Linked DNA regions of Macaca mulatta: region 1 is linked to region 2. The links are chromatin contacts, called in public Hi-C maps. All regions are on one chromosome and are shown on one strand. The core of a region is the stretch at or near the end of the contact, and the rest is flanking DNA. Distances in the headings are between cores, read along the strand shown.

Region 1 (5,510 bases), core at 2,178-4,677, 440 kb before region 2:
TCCCATATACCCCCTGCCATTCCCTCCACAAGCCTCCTACAGTATCAACATCCTGCACCAGAGCGCCGTATTCACAGGTATACACTATTATAGGATCATACAGAATAGTTTCACTCACAGCCCTAAAAATCCTCTGTCATCTATTTGTCCCTTTCCTCTGCTCCATGGCAACCACAGATCCTTATACTGTTTTCATACTCTTCCCTTTGCTAAAGCTGTTGTTTTAAAACGAAGTTTGGGTAAACATAGTTTAACTAGGGTCAAGTATAATATAACTGATCTTTAATCTACTGATTATACTCAATTTAGCAAATTTGTTAACTCTTAAGAATATCTACATTCACATTTCTTTGGCCTCATTTTTTTGTGTTATTGGTCATACTGTATAAAATCCTTTGTTGTAAGGTTTCAGAAAACATTTTTTTCAAAAAATGCAGAATATAAAACAATGCTTAAATTAAGCAATTGGTGTAGTTCCTTAAATCTAAGAGGGCATTTAATTATAAGATGCAGTATTATTTTATATATCACTAAGATGCACTATTATTTTATATTTGAGTAAAAAAAAAACCCACAAGCCATTGGCTGGGCGCGGTGACTCATGCCTGTAATCCCAGCACTTTGGAAGGCTGAGGCCAGTGGATCACCTGAGGTCAGGAGTTCGAGACCAGCCTGACCAATATGGTGAAACCCTGTCTCTACTAAAAACACAAAAATTAGTTGGGCGTCGTGGCATGCACCGTAGTCCCAGCTACCCGGGAAGGTGGGACAGGAGAATTGCTTGAACTCGGGGAGGCAGAGGTTGCCATGAGCCTAGATCATGCCACTGCACTCCAGCCTGGGCAACAGACCGAGACTCCATCTCAGAAAAAAAAAAGGGAAAAAGATAAAACACACGCTAATTAATTGTAATATGGCATTGACGATGAGATGCATTTCCATTTCAGAGAAATTAAAATTTATTAGTGTTTTTTTGAAGTGTGCTTTAGAATTAACTACAACAGTAAATTTTTGTTTGGAATGTTATTTCAGTATCAGGATTCTATTCTGGTTTTTTTGTTTGTTTGTTTGTGTGTTTTTTTACAGGGTCTCACTGTCACCCAGGCTGGAGTCAAGTGGCACGATCACAGCTCACTGCATCCGCCACTTCCTAGGAACAGGTGATCCTACCACCTCAGCCTTCCCAGTAGCTGGGACTACAGGTGCCATCACCATACCTGGCTAATTGTTTTGCTTTGGTTTTTGTTTTTGTTTTTGTTTTTGTTTTGTAGAGACAGAGTTTCGTCATGTTGCCCAGGCTGATCTCCCAAACTCCTGGCTTCAAGCAATCCTCCTGTCTGGGCCTCCCAAACTGGTGGGATTACAGGCATGAGCCACTGCGCCTGGCCCTCAATCCTGCTATTTTTATCAACCAGAAACTCTTAACAGCGGGAATTTGATTTCGAAGCATTGTTCTTTCCCACTGATTCTACACCAGTGGAACCAAGGATGTTAATCGAGGAATGGTTCGGACATTAACTCTTCTAGTTGTAGTTTGTCATTTATTTGCAGATTGAGGTAGATCATTCAGTCACTATTAACTATCATAAACAGCAATAATAAACAACTTTTCTTTCTGTCTTTTTTTTTTTTTTTTTTTTTTTTTTTTGAGACGGAATCCCGCTCTGTTACCCAGGCTGGTGTGCAGCGGCGCAATCTCGGCTGACTGCAACCTCCGCCCCCCAGCTTTAAGCAATTCTCTGCCTCAGCCTCCGGAGTAGCTGGGATTACAGGCGCCCGCCACCACACCCGGCTAATTTTTTGTAATTTTAGTAGAGACAGGCTTTCACCATCTTGGCCAGGCCGGTCTTGAACTCCTGACCTCGTGATCCACCTGCCTCGGCCCCAAAGTGTTGGTATTACAGGCGCGAGCCACCGCACCCGGCCACAGCTTCTTTTCAAAATTGAATTCAATTCTGAAATCTCTCAAGGGAGGTCGTGGATTATTTAAAAGGAAATTACTTGAAACAATAAACATAAAACAATGTAGAAATAGCATAAACTCATCTAGATTGAAGAAACAGAAACATGGAGTACTAGCATCTTCTTGGAATTACTTAAAATTAGGACAAATAGTTACCCTACTACCCAAGTGGCATTTCTTTCCATTTTAGAGCTGTGCTGTCCACATATACAATCAAAATTTTCTAGTAGTTAGCCACAGTTAAAGTCTTTAAAAAGAGAAATTAACTTAATAATTTATCTAATTTAATGTAATATGTCCAAAATATTATCTTTTCAACATGCAATCAATATAAAATTTACTAACGAGATGGTCTTCCACATCTGGTGTACTGTTTACACTGTATTCCACAGAGTGGCGAGCTGCCTTTCCAACAACCCTCACTTAGCCACATGTGGCTACCGTATTGGACAGCAGTCTTAGGGGATTTCAGAATCAACTGATTCTTTAATTCTGAGTTTGAGATTTTCTTTTTATAATACACACGGTCGCCAAGGCGCTTAGAGATCTGTGAGGCGCATGGAGATTATTTCACTCTCAGGTCCCTTTTGATCCAATATCTCACAGCACTAAAAGCAGTAAGAGGGAAGGCAATGGGCAACCCTTGCGCCCAGGAAGGTGGCCTGGAGGAGGGCCTGGTTCCTCCGAGCAGTGCCCGGCGGGGAGGCTGCAGACGCGGCGTTGGAAGTGGGATTTCGAGACAAGCTCCGGCAGCTGCCCGGAACCCGCGTCTTTTTCTGGGGCACCCGGGAACAGCAGGGCCGGACGGAGGGAGAGCAGCCTCCGGGCCATGCACAGGGTCCCGAGCCGCCACCGCCGCCAAGGGAGCTCGGCCCAGGGCTACAACGCTTCCCGCCTAGGCGGGCGGCAGCCGGAGCCAGGAGCCGGAGGAAGCCCGGCCGGCGTCCAGCGGACAGCAGGACACTATCTCCCCGGCGCGCTCTCGCCGGCGCCGCAGCGGGCGCGCGGGCGGCAGGGTGGGCGTGGAGCGGCGGGGGCACCGCCCCTGGGAGAGGCGGGCGCCGCGGTTCCGGGGGCGGGACGCGCCGAGGAGTGGGGCGCGAGCCGCCGGTTTTGATTAGTGCGCGGAGCTGCGGCGGCGGAGCCAGGCAGCGGAGCTGCTCGGCCGGGAGCCCAGCGGCGAGACGGAGAGGCGGCGGAGGTGCCGGAGCGCAGGGTCTGGCCGGCGGCAGCGAGGGTCGGGAGAGGCGAGCCGGGGCGTGGGGCCGCAGTTGCCCCGACCAGAGCCGGGAGACCGCAGCACCCGCAGCCACCCGCGAGCGCGCCGAAGGCAGCGCGCGGGCGAGAGCGCGCGGGCGGGGGCGCGCAGGCCCTGCCCGCCCCTTGCGTCCCCACCCCCCTCCGCCCCTTCCTCTCCCCACCTTCTTCTCGCCTCCCGCGCCCCCGCACCGGGCGCCCACCCTGTCCTCCTCCTGCGGGAGGGTTGTCCGTGTTGGCGGCCGCAGCGGGCCGGGCCGGGCCGGCGGGCCGGGGGATGGCGCTGCTGGACCTGGCCCTGGAGGGAATGGCCGTCTTCGGGTTCGTCCTCTTCTTGGTGCTGTGGCTGATGCATTTCATGGCCATCATCTACACGTGAGTGAGGGACCGCAGGAGGGGCTCGGGCGGGGGTCCGGGCCTCGGGGACAGGCGAGAATGGGAAATGTTTGTGCTTTGAAGGGGACTGGGCTCGGGCGGGGGTGGAGAAAGCTGATCCTCAGGCTGTTCCCCCCCCCGTTCCCTCGCCCCTCGGACCGGCAGTGGCGGTGGTCTTTGAGAGGGAAAAGTGTTGGGCGAGGGAGGGGTTTGCTGGGTTGCCGGTGACTGCCCAGCCAGGCGAAAGGAGACTGCTCTTACATGTCAGGCTGAATGAAGGTGGTGGATCGGTTTGGTTGTGCTGGGGATTCGTGTGATTTTTCATCTGGGCCGAGATGTATGGTGTATTGTTTTTTTCTTCCGACCTGGGCCACGTTTCTGTTAGGGTGGTGATTGTGTCCACTTTTCTGGGAGCTGCTCACAGCTCTCTGGACACCTCCCTGTGGATTTTCTTCTTCCTGGAAGAGCTCTGTGCGCTTAGATAGGTGTGAAGCACCTGTCCACCCTGAAAAATGTCCACCAAACCTGCGAGCTGGCATGATAGCTTTGAGTCCTGTAGCTTGTACATATCAGCGTGGTTTTCTTTCCTTTTTTCAATTCCTCGTCTTACTGTCTTATGTAGATTTGTACTCACCCCCCGCCCGCCACATCTTTTCATTTTTGTTTAACAAATACTTCTTGAGGCCTACTAGATACCATTCACTATTCTTGGCCAGGGGACACGGTGGTGAGCAGGACACAATTCCTGTCCTCATGGGGCTTACATTCTAGAAGGAAGAAGCAGATAAAATCTGAATAAGGTTATGAGATTGTGATGAAGCATGTAAGTGAAATAGAACTGGGTGATGGCATGAATAGAGACATGGGGTATGTGGCTAGTTTGGTATATCCACTGTTTAAGGTGAAGTCTGCCTCTGTAAAGAAATGAAAAAATTATATAGAGCACATTACTGATATCGATTCACTTGGATTTTTAGTCTGGGTGAGAAAAAGAACAATTGTATATAGTAATCGTTACCATGAACTAGAATAGAGTGTATGTTAGTGGAAGAGACTTTAAGAAATTAGTTACTTTTAGTTGTTTTTGTTTTTGTTTTTTCCTTTTTACTGCGGAAGAAGTGTGCCTTTGCTTTTGGAAACACTGTATTTTATTAGTACAGTGTGGCATTTCCTGGTACTAAGAAAGATGCTGCTGGTACAAGTTATACTGATATTTCTTTGAAAGTGAAAGAAAACATGCCACTTGGATATTGTTGACTTTAGTTTTTGGAGTTTGTGAGCTTAGTCACTGAGCACATTCTGGAATTCATTTAAAATATGTGAGTTCTTTTCCTTTAAAAAAAATTGTTACTTTTTACAGTCATAAAAATAAAAAATGCTTACCGTGTAAGGAATTTATGCAATAGATAGGGATGGAGAAAAATAAAACATGCACACACCAAAAGTACATTACCTTGTCAACCTTTTGTGACTGTCCTTCCAATTTGTGTGTGTGTGTGTGAGAGAGAGCAAAGGATGGAGGGGAAGGGGGAAGAGAGAAAAGGGCTATATTATGATTATTGTTCTGTAACCTGCTTTAAAGTTCATTTTTTAATAAATGTTTATTGAAAAGCCGTTTTGTGCAAGGCACTGTTCTAGTTGCTGGAAGAATGAAGAGCAAACATTCCAAGGCCCCTGTTCACATGGAACTATCCTGTAAAATGTCATGACCATTTTTTTCATGTCAATATCTGTATGATCTCTACATCATTTGTAATAGATGCATGATATTTTAGTTTACCAGGTACTGAAATTTATTATTATTGATGGATGTGTAGGTTGTTTCCAATTTATCTAGATTACAAACAACACTGTGATGAATTTGTATGCATACATCTTTGAGAAATGATCTCCTTAGTTATATTTCCGAAAGAGG
Region 2 (5,306 bases), core at 2,591-5,090:
ATTAGTAAAAATACATGTAAAACACCTGACACATAGTAGGCACTAAAGAAAGACGTGTCACCTGCTTAGATTATTCTCATTGATACATCCATGAAAGAGGATATAAGAAAGGACATGGTAAAAAGATAAATCAGAGTCTAGGCTACACTTTTTCTTTTTTTTTTTTTTTTTCTTTTTTTTTTTTGAGACAGGGTCTCACTCCCATTGCCCAGGCTGGAGTCCAGTGACACAATCATACTCACTGCAGCCTTGACTTCCCGGGCTCAGGTGATTCTCCCAGCTCAGCCTCCCAAGTAGCTGGGACTACAGGCACGCACTACCATGACCAGCTAATTTTTTTATTTTTTATTTTTTTAATAGAGATAGGGTTTCACGGTGTTGCCCAGGCTGGTCTCAAACTCCTGGGCTCAAGCAATCCGCCCACCTCAGCCTCCCAAACTGATGGGATTACGGGTGTGAGCCACTGCACCCAGCCTAAGCCTAGGCTACATTTAACTGCTATACATAATACTATAGTTCCTCCTTATAAATACGTAAAATCCAAAATTACCTCAGGTCTACTTATTTTGAAGCTAAGTAAAAATGAAAGACTATTACACAATAAAGCAGATAATTTTATGAACAGGTGAGATTGAAAATATGCCAAAAGATATAAAAATGCGTATGAAAGGATAGTAAAAGATTCCTACCTTTAAACCGACTGTTATAAGATCTGTAACAACACTGTATGGAAAAAGTAAAAAGAGAAAATGGAAAACAAAGTTAGAGAACAAGTTTTTAAAAGACAGAGATAGTAAGAATAAGGGGGAAAAAGCATTATAATAATAAATAATAAAAATAAGAATGGGATGAGTTGTGAAATATTAACACAAAGAAAAATGATGAGACAGTCTAGCAACAGCAGAGTGTAAAAGCAAATCCTTACTACCAATGCAAGAAACAAATCCTAAGTTATCTTTTAGTATTTAGGAAAGTATAGTCGTACTTCAATAAAAATGAGTGTTTATCCATTTACCCTCATTTAACGAAGCCAAACCAAAACTTAAAATCACCGGAGTTTGTTCTTTTAAGTCACTGGCATGAATAATCGTGTCTGAGGTTTTAAATGAAACAAAACCAGTGCTTGGATTTTACAGAAATAGAAGGCATCTTGCAAATCTGCATTTACCACCCAAAATTGCTCACCAAAATATAGTTAAGACAGTCTCTCAGAACTAAAATAAATACAAACATCACATTTCAGACATCAAAATTTTCAAAGATTTGCTTTTTAAAAATATTCTATCACGTCAAAACTATGTTTAAGTATAAATTATCTCTCAGGAGGAAATGAACACATACACACACACAAGAGACAGTTGGGATTTGAGGAGGAACTAGAAAGATATGTTGACTGGTGGCTTGTGGTTTGTTTTTTAACTATCCAAAAAAGGAAGAAGGATCTTTTTCAGGCTGTTGGAAAATGTAGAAATTTAATTAGTCTCCTGAAGGCAAAAATGCACTGTATTCTTAAACCACATCCCTTAAGACCAGGGTGTGAAAATCCCCTTTAAAGTCCTGCCATACAAAAACTCTTCTTTTCTAAGCCCCAAGAAACTGTCTTCGATTGATGTTTCTTTCTTATCTCCTAGAAGAAAGCTACAAATACATTCTACATATTGTTAATAACCTATGTCATCATTACCTCATAAAAGTTAACAAATGACTCTAGATGATGTAAAAAGTGTTTTAAAAATACCACGTGGATTTTTTATTTTTCCTTGTAACTTCTGAAACTTGAAATTCATTTGTCTAAAATTTAAATGTGAAAAGTAACTGGACCCTTGCTGCATAAAAAATAAGATTGTTTAACACTACGATTATTGGTTCTGATGCAAAGGGCAACTTATGCTCCGACCTGAACTTCCAAATGAACTTACCTTCCAGTCAGTATCTGTATAACTGCCTTGCATATTGAAACCAATAAACCCAATACTACCTCTAAAACCACAAATAGGGTGAAGGGAGAGTTAACTTCTTAAACACTATCAAAAAGTAAGTTTGCACTTCACAGTTATCTTAGAGTTTAACAGCAAAGACGCAAAATTCAAGAGTCCTCTTTATTAAAACTATAAATTTTATGACACAAAAGAATAGCCTGCATCCATATTTAAGTCAAACCCTCCAGACAATTAACTACACATAATGAAATGCTAATTTCACAGCCTGCCTGAACCAAAATATTAGTACGACACAAATCTTTACGACCACAAAATGTTTCAACATATAAAATCTAACTGAATAAGGCAATGTGAAATAAGTTTTCAACAATATTCTCGAAGAAACTTCAAACAATAAAAACAGCTTCAATTCCCCCCAAAATATACACACCTACTGTGGACCCAAAAGTTATAATTTTAAGAAAATTTTTAAAGCTTCAATTAAATAAAAATAAAGAACATCCCAATCATGAATAAAATCTAAAATTCCACTTCGATATCTGGAGCAGTGTGCAATCTGTATTCAAATGAATCAATCCGAAATGTCATATACACTTAATATTGTGAAAGTAAAATAAATGAAATCTAATGAGGTCAAAACCTGTTGGAAGATTTCATCTTCTTCAAATAGCATAACAATTATCAACTATATGGCAACATGTGAACGACTTTTACTGTTCTAGCAAGTTGCATATATTCCACAACCTTACAGAAATCTTGTCATCGAAAGTAGGTAACAAGCCAAACAAAACCTCAAATACATAAAGGGAATAAACCGAGTTGGAGATTTTTTTTTTAATCTGTAGGTACAGACACTACAACCTTCAATTAATTCACCAAGATCCTAACATAGTTGTTACTTTAATTACCAAAATATGTCAAGTCCCACCCCATATCCCTGAGTCCCCAGAGCACCGTTCATATACATAGACTCTAAATCTTTTTATTTTGGTCACGGACCCCCATTAAATTTTTGAGCATTTGAAAGGCCCCCGAAAATCGCTCGTACATCATATTTTACATACGCGGGCAGAGAATTCATTAAGTTTCTTGGGGAGAGAGAATGGTGAGGGGGAAGCGTCCACGGTCACTAAGTCCAGATCCCTGATGTCGAGAAAACGTTAACGTATCTCACAGCACAAGTCGGGAGACCTCGGCCAAGTCCCGCGGCGGCCCGGGGACCCCGCGTGGGACCGCGGCTTGAGACCAGGTCGCCGCCCAGACGGGTACCGACGCCTGCACCCGCCGTCGGCCGCTCGCCCCACCTCGCCGGTAAACAGCAACTCCCCCGGCAGGAGGACGCCCGCCCCGCGCGCCGCCTCCGCCTCCCCCAGCGCCGCGCACCATTTTCTGAGAGGAAGTGTCGGGAGGCCGAGCTGGGCTCCCCGGACTCGGGGCGCGGAAGGCGGACCTCGGCACCGCGGCCGGACCGGGCTTTCTTCCGCTCCCGGGTGTGTCGAGTAAGGCTGGGAAGGAGCGGACGTGTCCCGGGCACCGCGTGGGGAAAAGAGAGGCTGCGGCGGACCGCGCCTCGGCGATTCCGGGATCCCCACAGAGACGCCCGGAAGCCCCACCGTCGGGCTTGGCCGGGGCCGCTCCTCCGGCCGCCGGCGCCGCGCACGGCTTCCCAGCCCTTGCGCGTCCCGCCGAGAGCCGGGTGGAAGCGGCGCCAGAGCAACCCGGTGCGGCCGCCACGCCGCCTAGCACTTACCCATCCATGGCCCAGACGGAGGCGCGCACAGAGCAGGGACTGACGGGCTAACCGCAAGCGGAGGAAGCAGGCGGCGGCAGCAGGGCGGTTCCGGGGACAAGCGAGCGTCGCCTCTGCGGAGCCCCGGCCGGTCCGAGGTGGAAGGAGAGTGGGAAACAGGGGCGGGGACCGGGCACGCTCCCGCCACCGCCGCGCCCCCGCCTTCCCCACCCCGCGAGCGCGTCCCCGTCTGGCCCGCCCCCGCCCCCTCAGCGTCCCCGCCCTCCCTCGGGGCCCGCCCCTGCGCTCGCGCCCACCCTCGCCCGGCTCGCAGCCGGCCTCCGGCTCGGCTCTGGGGCGCCCTCTTCCAGCGGTCGCTGTAAGACCCCGCCTCTCGGCCCCTCATCCCGGCGCGCGCGCGCGCCCCCAGCCTCCCTCCTGCGTTCGCGGGAGCGCGCGCCTTGTGCTTCCCGCTCCGCCGCGCGCCCCACCCGCCCTCTCGCGGCCCCGCGGGCCTTCCGGCTTCGCAGACCCGGGCTGCCGGGTTTGAATGCCTCCCTCTGCCGGCGGGAAAAGCCTTGGGGACCCGACTCCCAAGAGTAGGCAGGAATGTCCCGCGAGGACCCCAGAAACGAGGTAGAATTGCCCCGCGTGCGCAAGGCTGTAGATGGCACGTCCAGGGGCCAGCCTCTGGCCGCTTCGCGCTGGAGTCGACCGCTGGTACCGGCAGCAGCCCCATAGGTGTGGCTGGGGCGATGAATGAGGTGAAAGAGGCCGCCCGGACTGGAATTTGTATACACTCTAAGTATCTGAGTGCATTTCGACCTGACCGTCTAGTATTGAATGTACATGAAAAATTCATTGTAGAAACATGGAATGGCTATATTTCTAGCATTTTAAAAAAGTTTACTCATTATTCGCTTTTTTCAGATGAAAATATGGATATAAAGAGAGTGATTTGCTCACAGTTTCACAACCAGGAAACGTTTGCATCAGAGAGCCCTCTCCTCTGGTCTGAGCAAAAAGTATATATATAATACAACGAGTGACAACACGCTTGCTTTTTTCCCTTTTTAGTGTGAAATAGAATACTTTTTCAACTCAAAGATCACCAAAACGTAACCCACTAAACTGTTAAGCAAAAGTCTTAACCTCCTGAGTAAAAAAGAGCGGGGCTCCTCCCCGTGGCTTCGTCATTTGAAAAGCAACTAACAAGAACTTCAAACATCTATCCTTGCTAATTTCCTGCTTTCAGATCAGTAGGTGCTACTAAAAAGATCTAAACTGTGGACTCATTCATCATTCAGTCAGTATTAACCTACTATGTGCCGGGCACTGCATGGATACAAAAGAAAATCAGGTTCCAGCCGTCACTGTTGAATGGATTCCTCAGTCAGTTTATGTATGTTTTTGGCATAAAACTTTTCACATAGGTAGAGTGATTCGGTGAGGTCATTCTTAAAGTACTGTATCTAACCTCAGTCCCTCTTCCAAAATGTCAAATATATTTTGTTTTGTATATTAAATCTAAATATTAAGTTGCATTTGTAAACATTGCCAGATGGAAATGTAGAATCAACAAGATAAGTAGCTGATGCAGTCTTTCTATCGCTGTATTTGGGATATATTCTGTTGAT

The links. A called contact is a pair of places that touch in the nucleus more often than the background predicts.
Region 1: a contact with region 2 is called in a Hi-C map of fetal cortical plate, with 2.3 times the contacts expected there. The contact joins the promoter of UGCG here to the promoter of PTBP3 in region 2. A contact is called at or near these places in 4 of 14 Hi-C or Micro-C datasets (blood, cortical neurons, fetal cortex germinal zone and 1 more).

Annotation. Positions count from the first base shown.
Region 1 is chr15:46,417,865-46,423,374 of T2T-MMU8v2.0, reverse strand. It overlaps UGCG (UDP-glucose ceramide glucosyltransferase), which reads left to right and starts at 3,427. Exons shown (of 9, transcript NM_001257723.1): 1 at 3,427-3,595. The coding sequence starts at 3,498.
Region 2 is chr15:45,978,145-45,983,450 of T2T-MMU8v2.0, reverse strand. PTBP3 (polypyrimidine tract binding protein 3) reads right to left here and starts at 3,840. Exons shown (of 14, transcript XM_077968333.1): 1 at 3,691-3,840; 2 at 690-723.